Linked DNA regions of Triticum aestivum: region 1 is linked to region 2. A link is a contact called in public Hi-C data. All regions are on one chromosome and are shown on one strand. The core of a region is the stretch at or near the end of the contact, and the rest is flanking DNA. Distances in the headings are between cores, read along the strand shown. Region 1 holds the start of LOC123044897 (probable inactive purple acid phosphatase 29). Region 2 holds the start of LOC123044895 (mediator of RNA polymerase II transcription subunit 14).

Region 1 (6,194 bases), core at 1,663-4,162, 190 kb before region 2:
CATTGATACATCATCCCCACACTTCTGGTTCTGTTCTTTGTAACATGGACTATTTACATGTGGCACACACTGTTGGCGCTTTTCAAAGAAGTTAGCATGTGAAAAGTAGCAGAACCAGTACAGTAGAAAAGGCCATAGTTACTGAACTGGTCGTGCATGGCCGTGCATGTACATACTCTCTCCGTTCCCAAATACTTGTCTTTCTAGGCATTTCAAATGGACTCAACATACGGATGTATGTAGACATATTTTAAAGTGTAGATTCACTCATTTTGCGCCGTATGTAGTCACTTGTTAAAATCTCTAGAAAGACAAGTATTTAGGAATGGAGGGAGTAGTACATAAGCTGAATGTTCAACGCCACAGAAACCCCAAATGTTTTCTATTCTTCAGCCTCTAATGCGCCCTGATAGAAGGCTTTATCAAGATAGAGACTACACCCGAGAACTACTGCCACAACCTCATCCATAAATGAGATCTATCGAGCATTTTCTGCAATAAATTAAGTAAAGTTTACCAAGAATCCCAACCCATATGTCTCTCCCCTCTCCTGCAACTCACACAACAAGTATAACAATCAGTATATATGGACACAGCTGCATGAGAGCACATCAAGGAATAACAGAAAAACACATCAATCAGGATGCTTGTTCAGTATACACACTTCCGCAAACATTATCTTCTCCTTTTCATATTTGATTTCTAGCACATAATAAACACCGTCATCCATATTTCAAAGTCTTGGTTGTTAATTTTGCATCATGTGTGTGGCAATCTGGGTTCAGCAAAAGCTCTGAATCTTTTCCTGATAATCTTAGTGTTATAACATAGTCTTCTCTGCCAAAGTTATAAGCTAATGATAATATGCTACATAAATAAAAAAAATAACCAGAGATGAGATGAACCACAAAATTGAGCTTGTAGTACAAATACCAACTACAAACACCTTATCGCAGCTTATAAGGAAATCATTTTGTCAAGCGTATAGTACAAAAACGAAGTACTCTATAGAAACATATACTCCCTCTGTTCCAAAATAGTTGTCGTTGGGGAACTTCTCCGACCAGGTGAAAACAGGAAAAAGTACCAAACTACCCTCAATTTGAAATTCTTGTCGCCGGGGATCTTCGTCTTCCTCCATCGCTCCTCCCCTCCGCCAGGCTCCACCCCACTGCTGCAGCTCCGGCATCCGCCCGCAGCTCCCTCGCCGGCCGCCTTCCTCCGCTCCAATTGAGAGCCCAAACTCATACGCAACTCCCTCGCCGTCCGCCACAGCCTCCAGCCGCCCGCGACTCCTGGCCTCCGCGCCACCCGTGCTCCTCCCTGCACCGACCAGCAGCAGCGCCGCCCGTGCTCCTCCTCCTGCCTGAGCCTTCCAGCTCCTCGATTCAGGCACTGGAGCTCCGGATCCGGCCAATTGACCTCCGTCCGTGCTCCTCCCCGCACTGACCAACAGCAGCAGCATCGCAGCCTGTGCTCCTCCTCCTGCCTCAGCCTTCCAGCTCCTCGATTCAGGCATTGGAGCTCCGGATCCGGCCAATTGACCTCTGCCCGTGCTCCTTCCCGCACTGACCAACAGCAGCAGCCTGTGCTCCTCCCCGCCCGTGCGCCGCCTGTGCTGCTGTTTGAATTGATCAAAACTGTTAATCGCCAAAGAAATTGATCGCCGGAGTTGTACCACTTCTTCTCGCCACAGACAGAAATTGATCAGATGTGGTGATTGACCAGGACGTCTTCTCTGAAGAAATTGATCAGCCTTGGAAAGATCACCAAGATCGCCCGTGAAACAAGACGACGAAAACAGGACAGTAACCTGAAGATAATCACAAAGGCGGCTACTATTGCATCTTTCCTGTTTGTGTTTTACCTCCATGTGGAGGCAGTCGTGATCAATCAGACCATTTCATCTTCGTCCTGGATGGACAGACCAATCGATTAACTGAAACCCCGGCGGATGAGCAACTACCTAGACCCAATTTCAGTGCAGCTCATGCTTCTGATTTCTTATTTCTTTGGGGATTACTCCACCATTGCATGGCACTTCTGAATTCTTAACTCGAAATCGGAAGAAGTGGCGGCACCAACGAATCACTAGTCAATCGAAGTATTAACAGAATAACAGAGCAGGGAAGAGGAAGGGGGTGGGTGGGGGCCGGACCCGTGAAGATGACGAGGTCGGGGTCCTCGGTGCGGATGACGCGGTAGAGGAAGGCGGTGATGTTGAGGTCGGAGCAGCCGGCGACCTGCTCGGGCATCACGTCCTCGCACGCGGTGCTCCGCCCGTCCGCGTAGTGCATGTCCGCCACCTGCAGCACCTTGAACGTGCCGCCCTCCCGCCGGAACACAGCCCGCCGCCGCCAACCCTGAGGAAGCGGCGGATGACGCCAGCGGTCGGGCCCTTCTCCTCTGCAGCGAGTCGGAGATCCCCGCCACCCTGAGGAAGGTGGAGCAGCCGCGCTTCAGATCCAGCCGCCGTCTCGCCGAGCTCCCCCTCCCGCACCACGATCTCCACCTTGGCCTCCTCCTCCCGCTGCTCCAGCACGGATCGAGTACCGCCGCCCACGGATCGAGCACCGCCGCCACGAATCGAGCACCCCAACTGGTAAAAATGTCACCTTTCACCGACGAGAGGGAGGCGGGCTGCTAGGGTTATGGGTGGTGAGGTGCAAGACTGCGGTGAGGAAGACACCGACGAGAGGGAGAGGGTGGCGACTGGCCGGCGAGCGACTGGCCGACGAGAGGGCGAGCGGTCGGGGTCGGAGACAGCGAGAGCTGTCGGGGAGAGAGAGCGAGTGGTCAGGGAGAGAGTGAGAGCTGCAAGCGGTCGGCGAGAGAGCGAGAGGGAGGGCAAAATGGGAAAGTGAAGAAAAATCGCAACGTGACGATCGGTACACTAGTTTTCCCCAACGACAACTATTTCGGAACAGAGGGAGTAGATAGAAAGGCTCAATGGCAATGGGCATATCTGCAGCAGAGCCGCAACCTCAAGTATAATTGCCATACTTATCTACGTTAAAAAGGATAGAGAGTGACCCATGCATGTGCATTGAGGGATACACTAAAGTTAGTTATGTGCCTAAGCTTGGTTTGTGAAAAAGGCGAAACCAATTATTTATGTGCTTAACACACCAGCAAATCAAATGCAGCCTCCACTACATGTCAATAGTTCCAAGAAAAACAAATATCTAATATGATATTTAATTGTAAGCATACAACAAATAGTTCCACTCATAAATTGGTGTCGTCATTCCTCAAAATAGAATTTTTCAACCTTTCCATCCTTTTTAAATTACAACAAAGAGTATCACCGTTTAAGTTTCTAAGAAAAAAGAGAAGAAAAGTTGTGAACCATGGGTTCAACATGAGATTAGAACTTACAACAGCTACCATGGCGAGGAGCTGAGGATAGGGAAATGTGATAATTTCAAGGAGATAACTTTGTCTAGTTTTATATTCTACTCCCTCCGTCCCGAAATACATGTCATTAAAATGGATAAAAGGGGATGTATCTAGATGTATTTTAGTTTTAGATACATCTCTTTTTATCCATTTTGATGACAAGTATTTTCGGACGGAGGGAGTATAATGTTGAATTTTGAAACTATTATTATGTTGACACTATGACAGCATGTTTACGCCAGGATAAAATCTTGTCAAAATTATTTGTCTAGTTCAAACAGGATATCAAGTTCAATAATATGACAACGATAGTATATCATCTGCAATTATTATGCTACTATATGACATGAAGTGTACACGTTTAACTTGGCAAAACAGAACATACACAGGATCGGCAAAAAAATTCCCAGAGCCTTCCTACTCGTCCTAGGCACCTCCCTGCCTCCCTCTCTCCCCTAATCAGGCTAGTAAAAATGTAGACCCAAGTTGTATATGAATCGTCCTAATCAACAGGAACATGCTTTACATCGTCCCTGTAAGAATTTTATAGCCTGCAAAGCAGCCTGTTCATAGGCCGACAGTGCCCCCGTACCGCCAGTTGCCCAGAAGAACCTCCTATCTGGCGGCAGGGAGACACTGGTTTGGCTCCACCCCAACGAGCACAACCCCATCGTCAATAATCTCACACATGCATGAAAGAGCGGGCAAAAAAAACTGCGCCGCCAGGTTCTCAAAAATTGGGATCACAAAAGACATAGCAAGGCACATCCTAGCATAGGAAGTAGTATAGATGAAATAAGCAGCATAAAAAACCGAAACAAACAACTAAAGCACACACGGAACACCTGGTCAGGTAGCAGAATAAAATAGTAAGTAATATAGAGAAACAAAAAGAAAGAAAACAGAAAACGGAGGCACAAAACACAAACCTTGACAGCAAGTCGGGGAACCGGCGAGCTAACAGATCGGTAAACGACAAAGCAAGTGAAGGCAACGACAACTGGACCTGCAAAACATAAGGAAGCAAGGACCCACATGACGGATAGTGTCAAGCTATCTACCGCGAGGACTACATTTAAGTATTATCATGAAATTAAAATCTGCTATGCCATTACCTACACAGCCTTTGTATATGTTATTGGATTAAGAATATACCACATCTGCAATCTCACTGGTGAGAACCAGTGAAAGATTAAGAAATTATCGAAGCCTATAAGCTTCCATCCTAACTGGCGGGGAGACAAAATGTCAATATCCTCTCACTTAGTTCAGACATGTATAGGATAATGTAGCAGTACATGTGTGTAAACAGAAACCAAGTTCATTATGGGAACTGGAAAGTACCAACAAAATGCCAGTAAAAGGTTTTTAAGTTTTACGTTTAGTAGCACAGGTAGGAAGTAGATCAGTTCTTTTTTCAGTTCAGGGAAATTTAGGACAATGCAGAATTGCCTAATTATTTTATATGCAAGATAGAAGTATTGGCAGATTGTCCTCAAACTATATTCTTTACAGTTATAAGAAAGGTTGTCCAATGCAGAGAAATAGGCATGCTAATTGATAAGTTTGGTAACTAAGCGTAAAAGACGCTCTCACTACAAAAATACAGGCCATAGGACTGAAAATAGAAAAACCAATGATAAAGAAGGAGGTAACCTTGTAGAGTGCCACACCGAAGGGCATTTTCCTAAGTATGTTTGTAAAACACAACTCACGGTTGATGGACTTAACTAAGGTATTTTTAAGCACAACATTTATAAAGGAAATTGACCATATATTTTTTTATGAATGATGCAAGACTTACGGTTTTTTTTTTTGCAAGAATCAACCTTAGCAGGCTGTTGTGTAGAGTTACTGTCAGCGGAAGATGCCACAGCCATGAGAAATTGGCTGTAGATTTCTTCTTGTTGTTTATGTGTAGGCACATATATATTTTCTAACATCATGTAAGAATGACATGTTAATTTTGTAGTTGGAGTGATGAATGTACCTGTAATATTTTTCACTTCGGTGGGCATTACCTGGAACACGCGCGCCAGTTAAGTGCGAAACGGAAAAAAAAATGCAGGCCTCGGTGAGCCGGCCCAGCGCTTCAGCAATAGTATAACAAAGCGAACGCCTGTAATCAAAGGCGAACTGCAATGTGGCGTGGTGGTTAGCGCGTGGCGCCTGTGGGCTGCAGGTCGCAGGATCGATTCCCGCCGCGCCTGATTTTTCTGTACTTGTATTTATTTGTTCAAGTGGCGGAAAAATTCAAACCAGTCCAGATTTGGTGGTGAAAATTGTGAACAAAAAAGAAAGCCTTTTTCCCGCAAAAAAAATATGGCATTTTTGTGATTACATACAACGTAAGGGGGTTTTCTGCAAAAAACGTGCCACGTCGGCATCTGACGGGCGGGCCCCGCTGGTCAGATACACCGTCAATACGTGTTTATACGCAATTTAGACCTATTTGCAAAAACCTGGAGCAATCTTGGTACTGACACGCAAAAATTAGCAATCATTAGTATCAATCTGCATGTGATGCCCCAATTGTGGTACTTCTGTGCAATTAACTCTTCGTGGGCACGAGTTGTTCCGGAACACATGTACAATGAAGGCATCACCTTATTACTGCCTCACCTCTTCCACCTAGATAAATTTGAATGGAGCTATGATGTGTCACAATCACTCAACGAAGGCTAGTCTCTGGATATCATCATCATACTTTTTTCTCTCACTCACTTTTGAATACATGCAACCAGGATAGAGCATCACCATGTTGTGGTCCTGGGACAGAGCTAGCTGGGCAGCTC
Region 2 (6,722 bases), core at 1,055-3,554:
CCCTAGAGCAAGTTTGGTGACTGTGAGCATGATTGGTCTACTACCAATATTTGGCTAGCCAAATGTTGGCATTGCCAAATATTGGCAATACCAAAACTTGCCAAATGTTGGCAACTTTATGTGAGATAGGCAAGACAACTTGGTACCCAACCAATGAGATGCTCTGTATTTCGGGTATTTGTAACGGAAGAAAATCTTGTACGACCGGGTCGTACGCACACGAACGTGAGACCACCCCGAGTGCTTGACATCTGGCGATCCCAACATCCAGCCCAACGTGAGTTGCAGATAAAAAAAAGCCCAACACATGCTCAATTAAAAAGCCAACGCACGCTCAATTAGCTGGTTCGTTTCCTTTACGCCGTCCTCTCAGCTGCTGATGATTCATCTTCCAAAAGAAACGAATATACGTCAGATCTGTTTTCATCCTGTTAGCAACGAGGCGGCAAGATGGCTACGGCCCCAGACGACGGCATCGCAGCACACGGCCAAGGAACATACATGGCATCGTCTCCTCCAAAACCATGTGCACCCGCGGCTCCTCCAGTGAGGTTAAGTCCAGTTCACCAATCTTGATTAATTCAGTTCGGTTCAGACTGAAAAAACATGTGACAACAAGCACATTCCTTCCTTTCCTGAAGCCTGTCTTGATTAATTCTATTGTTTACCCTTGCAGCAATTGCCAGTGATTGAGACTAATGGCCAGCCGAGGGCGAGCAGCACACTAATGAATGATCATGACTTACAAGATGCAGATAAGGCTCCAAGTGTTGGGATATGTTTTCAGTCTAAGGAAGAGGCGTACCAATTTTACAATTCTTATGCTCAAACCAAGGGATTCAACATTAGAAAGTGCCACTTGAAGTTTAGGGCAGCTAAGTCTTTAAGTTCCAGATATTTTGTTTGTAGCAAGGCGGGTGTGAAGAGTGCTAATCCAACACATGTGGCCAAGAAAGAACGAGCTATTTCGACAAATAAGTTTCAAATGCCATTTGCTCCGTTTATTGCTGTTAATCATCACAAGCAGACTATTCTTTTTAGTGCATCACTACTATCTAATAAATCTGTAGATACCTTTGAGTGGGTTTTTAGAACCTTTCTACAAGCTATGTCTGCTAAGCAGCCTGAAACAAATATTCAGCCGCTCGTCAACTAGATTTCAACGATGGTGCTAGTACATCAAGGTTTTCAGCCGTGGCGAGCCCGATCGTGCATTGATGCATAATGTCTTGTCGGTTCCTCAATGCTAGTTAGCTGGGCATGTCAGCTATATGGTTGTGTATTTGGTTTAGCATAAACTGGAGCTATCCTTTTATTTTGCTGCTATGTGTGTGTCACCTGACAATGCTGAACATCTGTTACCAAACATATATTCTGTTAAACTGAAGCTACCATTTTCTTCTACTGCTATGTGCTAGTGTTTCACCTGAAGCTATCATTTTCTCTGCTGCTATGTGTGTATTTCACCTGGCAAATGGTGCTATTTACTTGCTGCAATACAAAACTGAAGCTATCATTTTCCTCTGTAGCAAACCATGAATGTTGGTTCATGCCAAACAGTTGACACCGTATCAGATTATGAGGGCAAATGCAAATGCATCTTTACATTTATCGAAGAGTTGACAGCAGAATATGAAAACGTCACACCGCACTTATGCCAAGAATGGACACCAACATATACATTGCAGATCTTGTTTACATCATATGCCACATCTTGTATTGGAATAAAATTCAGAAGAAAAATAAACAAGAGCAGCCATTGTTCAGATTTTATAGCTCAAATCACACACACAAAAAATCAACATGAACTTGTTCTGCTCAGTACGTCGGTCGCGCCGCGAGGGTGGTTGAGGAGAACGGCGGCTGGCATCGCGGAGCACGCCGGCGAGCAGCTTCTACGGTGCCGCGGCCTGGGTCGCCAACGAACGCGGGGAATGGAGTACGCCGAGCGTCAAGGAGCACACCGGCGGCGATGTGGCGAGCAGCCGGAATGGATCTCATCGGCGGCGATGTGGTGAGCAGCCGAAGCAGAGCACACCGGCGACAGGAGTTGGCGGCATTGGAGAGGTTGGGCGTCGATCTGGGCTCCAGTTTGGATAAGGTGATGCTGCGTGCTTTGAGATTTGTATTGCCGGAGGTCAAGCGCTCGGGGTGGTCTCACGTTTGCATGCGTATGACCCGGTTGTATCAGATTTTCTTCCGTTTGTAACCACAGGGACTAAAGCTCGCGCTAGCGTAAGTAATAGGACCCGTAGCGAATTTTTCTCTACCCACAGCAACCTAAACCTATCCACTGGACCAAACACACCCGCTATTTCAGTCCTGGGCGCGCCGAACGGCCGGAGATGCTCTGACGCACCAGCTCGCCCATCTTCTTCCTGCCGTTCCCTCGAGAAAAAGAACCTCCTGCCGGCCGCCGCCTCGCGATCCCAGCTCCATTCCCACAAACTTTTCGAACTTCCCCTCTCGGTCCAAGCTGAACTCTACCGGCTGCGGCTCCCGACCTCTCACAGGATCCCCAATTTGAAGCCGCTGGTGGCACTGCGGGGGCGTAACTCTATAGCCGAGGCAGCGGCCGCCCAGCCGCCCAGCCGCTCCGTGTACGCGGACCTTCTACAATCTCCTGGAAACCCTACAGGGAGAGCAGCTGCGGTGGCTATGGCGCGGCTCAGTCACCTGTAGGTCCCTACCCCGAGACGTGCGTGAAACCCTAGACTCTTCACTCACTCTCGGGTGGTGGTAGATGGCGGGGGAGTTGGGTCAGCAGACAGTGGAGCTGGGGACTGTGGCGCGGCAGGCGGCGGAGGAGTCCTACCTGGCGCTGCGGGAGCTCGTGGAGAAGTCGCGGGCGGGCGCCGAGGGGGAGGCAGCGCAGCAGAGGTCGGATACTGAGAAGAAGATCGACCTGCTCAAATTCATCGACCGCACCCGCCAGCGCATGCTCCGGCTCCATGTCCTCGCCAAGTGGTGCCAGCAGGTCCGCAGCTGTCAATTGTTTCCTTCCTTGAATAAGGAGTTTCAACTTTCATTGTTCAATTAGAACTGCAACTTGTGTCCTCAAGTAAAAATGTTTTTATAGGATCAGGCCTTTGATTGCTCTGAAGGCTGCCTTAGTTGAATAGAGTGACGGGAAAGCAGATTTGGATTATGTTGCAATCAAGGACAGAAGTGTTTACTGTAATAGGAAATCATTGTTCAACTCTTTGTTGGGACTATAAGAACTTTAGGTATCCTTGTATAAAATCCATAATAGTATAATCTTGGGGATGGCTACGATTGCGTCGAAGGGAGTGTACATCAAAATCTATTTAGTCTACATTCCACTACTATAGCTCTGACCAGACCGTGCTGCAAAACCCACATATATTCGAAGGAGATCTTTTCCTTTATGATATTGCTCTTCCGTTCCAAAATAATAGAAGTTCTAGGATTGTCCTAAGTCAACCATTTTTAAGTTTGATCAAGTCTATAGAAAAATATGCTAAGATCTACAATATCTCAAATATATATAATATGAAAATACATTTCATAATGAATCTAATGAAGAAAAATTGGTGTTGTAGATGTTAATTTATATAGATTGGTCAAACTTAATGAAGTTTGACTTAGGATAAATCTAGAATTTCAATTATTTTGGAACGGAGGGAGTATAACTTTCAAGCACTGAAGAATCAGCGAATGCTGAGAACACCCACTGTGGTAAGTATAATTTTGCTAAAATTGTGGAGACTGTTAGTCGGCATTGAACGTTCAGTTAGGACTCACAATCCTAATCAGAATCCACAGGAGAATCCGTTTTGAAGCACCTTAGATGCTATAGAATAGCAGGTGTATGACTTGTGGTCAATCCGCCTTGCTGGTCAGGCCATGGTTTACACTGTCAGTTCGCATCAACAAAACTGGAATTTATGTCAAGCATATGAGTATATGTATTCTGCTATTGAGCAGTATTACATATGACAATTCTCAAGCAAGTAGACTTGTCTTTTTTGAACGGTAACACTTTCAACAAATCTGGCAAACCAGTCTATGAACCGACACCTAAAGCTACAAAATGCTTGAAAGTTTCCACAGCCTTGAGCTAAATTCATGTTGAATCCTTCCATTTCACTGAGACATTTTCAACACAAAACAATTCTCCTTAGATTTGTTTGATGGAAATATTAGCCAGTTATGTTTGGTTGTCATTAATCACCCTAACATAATTTAGGGCTCCGGATGCTTTGACTTCAATTTGGTCAGGCTATCAGTTCAGTTTGAAGGTCGCAAAGTATTGGAAAGAGTATATTTTTAGCCCTTCTATTGCCGAAGTCTACGCTTGGTCCCTCTACTCTACTAGAGAACAATCTTGGTCCCTCAAGTGTGATCCCTCCCTTGCTCCGTAGTAACCCATTTAGAACAGAAAATTGAAAACAATCATGAAAAGTGGGATGTCATGTGGGCCGAACATACAGGCTCAAGGGCCATGCTGGGCCAGGACTGCCCTAGTTCGTGTAGTCTAGTGCTTGCTGAGTCCATCTAGAGTTAGAGTAGGAGTCCGGTTCCTAAGTTGGGAAGGTTTAGTCCCAAAGAAGGCCACCTTGCTGGCTGGATCCAATTCTAGTTGGAGTCCAAGTCCAAGCCCTCACATGAGCAAGAAAGCAAGCAGAAAAGTTAATCTATTTTCTCACCTCTTGCTCCTGTGTCGTTTGATGGTGTCTCGGATAAGGGGACTCACTATGTCGACTCCCGGTCTGGTGGGCCAGGCTGAGTATCCCTTGGCGAGATACATGAAGACTCTGGAAGCCTTGATGTTCAAGACAAGGACTTCGTATCCGTGGAGGACTCTCCTCTCCACCGACGTAGCCGACTAGGGCTCTTGTAATCCTAGGACCCAAGTATCTTATATAAGCCGGGGCCGGGTTAGTCAATAGAACACAAGTTAAGACAAGTTACAATCTCGTGGTAGTTTACCTGTACCTTGTACACACTCCAACGCAATAAACACGAGCAGGACATAGGGTATTATCTCCTCGGAGAGGCCGAACATGATGGGTAAAATCCCCGTGTCTCTGTTACCCTCGTTCGAAGACATCTAGCTTAGGATCCCCTACCTCGAGATCTGCCGGTTTAAGTTCCGTCACTGTGCGTCCCTCTCACCCTTGCTACCGCCATGGGTCGGCGGGACTATCGTCCTTGGCCACTAGTATCTCACTACTACCCCTATGCTCCACGTCCCAGCCTGCTGATTCCCAAGCATGTGACAATTTGGTATCAGATTCATCTACGATCCCGATGATCTCGACTACAACTATGAGTCAGCCTCCGGCGCCATCGCCGCCGCCACCACCACCCAACACCCTTGAAGACATCATCGCCAAGCAATGCGAAGACCACGAAGGTGTGGTTGCCACCCTCCATAGCCTCACCAGCGACTTCCAATCCTCTTTATTCTTTTTAATTTTCTTCCTTTTTTCTCAGTGTCTTCTATATCTTCATCGTAAAGACTGTTTCTAGGGTATTTTCTGGTGCCCAAATTTCCCTACCAAAATCTTGACAGCCTATGACATCTCGCCTCTTACTTGGTTGGTTGCCTATGAGAACTTGCCCACCTTCCTGACATTGCCTTCACAATTATTGCCAAATAGGCAAACTAAGGGTCAAAGAATATCTAGCCAATGGTTGGCAAAAATTTGGTAGGGCATGTTGTGGAATCAACCAAACATACCTTCAAAATAAAATTTCAGTTAAAAAAGCAAAATTTTCATATCTGTTTCTGGATTTTCCGAATATTTTGTTCTGCTGCCCCCCAACTTCTCCTTAAACAAGTCGAGTTTTCTAGAAAGGAGACTACAGTTTTTTTCTCCTAATTTTCTCCCATTTTTTTGAATTTTTTTTGCCGCTTTTTTGTGCTGATTGGGCATCCACGTGTGCGAAACTGTTGTCATCTTTAAAACCGTTTTTGATGGAGCAAAGGACCAAACTTCATTTAGAGATTCTATGTATGCAAAATTCATGCTGAAGAAGTGCGTACTGAACCCAAAATGCCAACTTTAAAGTATTTTATCATTGTGTAATGTATTTGCTCTGACAGCCTACAATCTACCTTAATTCCTTAGCTACTCAGCAAAGAATGTATTTCAAAACTAAGTTTTCCCCCTTCATTATCATATTCGGGCCATCAAAATATGTATCTGGAATTTTGTGACAGAAAATATTGCTTTTGCTTCTGCAGGTGCCCTTGCTTCATTACTGCCAGCAACTTGCGTCAACTCTCTCCAGCCATGAAACTTGCTTCACCCAAACAGGCGATTCACTGTTCTTTATGCATGAAGGATTGCAGCAAGCTCGTGCTCCCATTTTTGATGTTTCATCTGCGATAGAAGTCATACATACAGGGAGCTATAGGAGATTGCCTAAATCTGTAGAGGAAATAGGTACTCAGAATACACTTTTTCAAGATGAGCGGAGGCCTACATTGAAGAAATTAAGCACCCTTGTGCGGGCAAAATTACTTGAAACCCTAGTTCCTAAAGAAATGTCTGAGGTTTCGGTGACTGATGGAATAGCCAATGTACAGGTAGATGGCGAATTCAAAGTACTCCTTACGTTAGGTTACCGTGGGCACTTCTCGCTGTGGAGGATTTTGCATATTGAGTTACTTGTTGGTGAGAAGACCGGGCCTATTAAGCTTGAAGAGACAAGAAGGTATGTTCTGGGTGATGACATCGAACGGAGAATGG

Evidence for each region. A called contact is a pair of places that touch in the nucleus more often than the background predicts.
Region 1: a Hi-C map of leaf shows a contact between it and region 2, with 4 times the contacts expected there. The contact joins the promoter of LOC123044897 here to the promoter of LOC123044895 in region 2. A contact is called at or near these places in 3 of 5 Hi-C or Micro-C datasets (leaf and an unstated tissue).

What each region holds. Positions count from the first base shown.
Region 1 is chr2B:344,720,660-344,726,853 of IWGSC CS RefSeq v2.1, reverse strand. It overlaps LOC123044897 (probable inactive purple acid phosphatase 29), which reads right to left and starts at 2,912. Exons shown (of 2, transcript XM_044467781.1): 1 at 2,159-2,912; 2 at 781-1,618. The coding sequence starts at 2,297. The coding sequence ends at 1,512.
Region 2 is chr2B:344,526,146-344,532,867 of IWGSC CS RefSeq v2.1, reverse strand. LOC123044895 (mediator of RNA polymerase II transcription subunit 14) reads left to right here and starts at 2,304. Exons shown (of 9, transcript XM_044467779.1): 1 at 2,304-2,977; 2 at 6,215-6,722. The coding sequence starts at 2,744.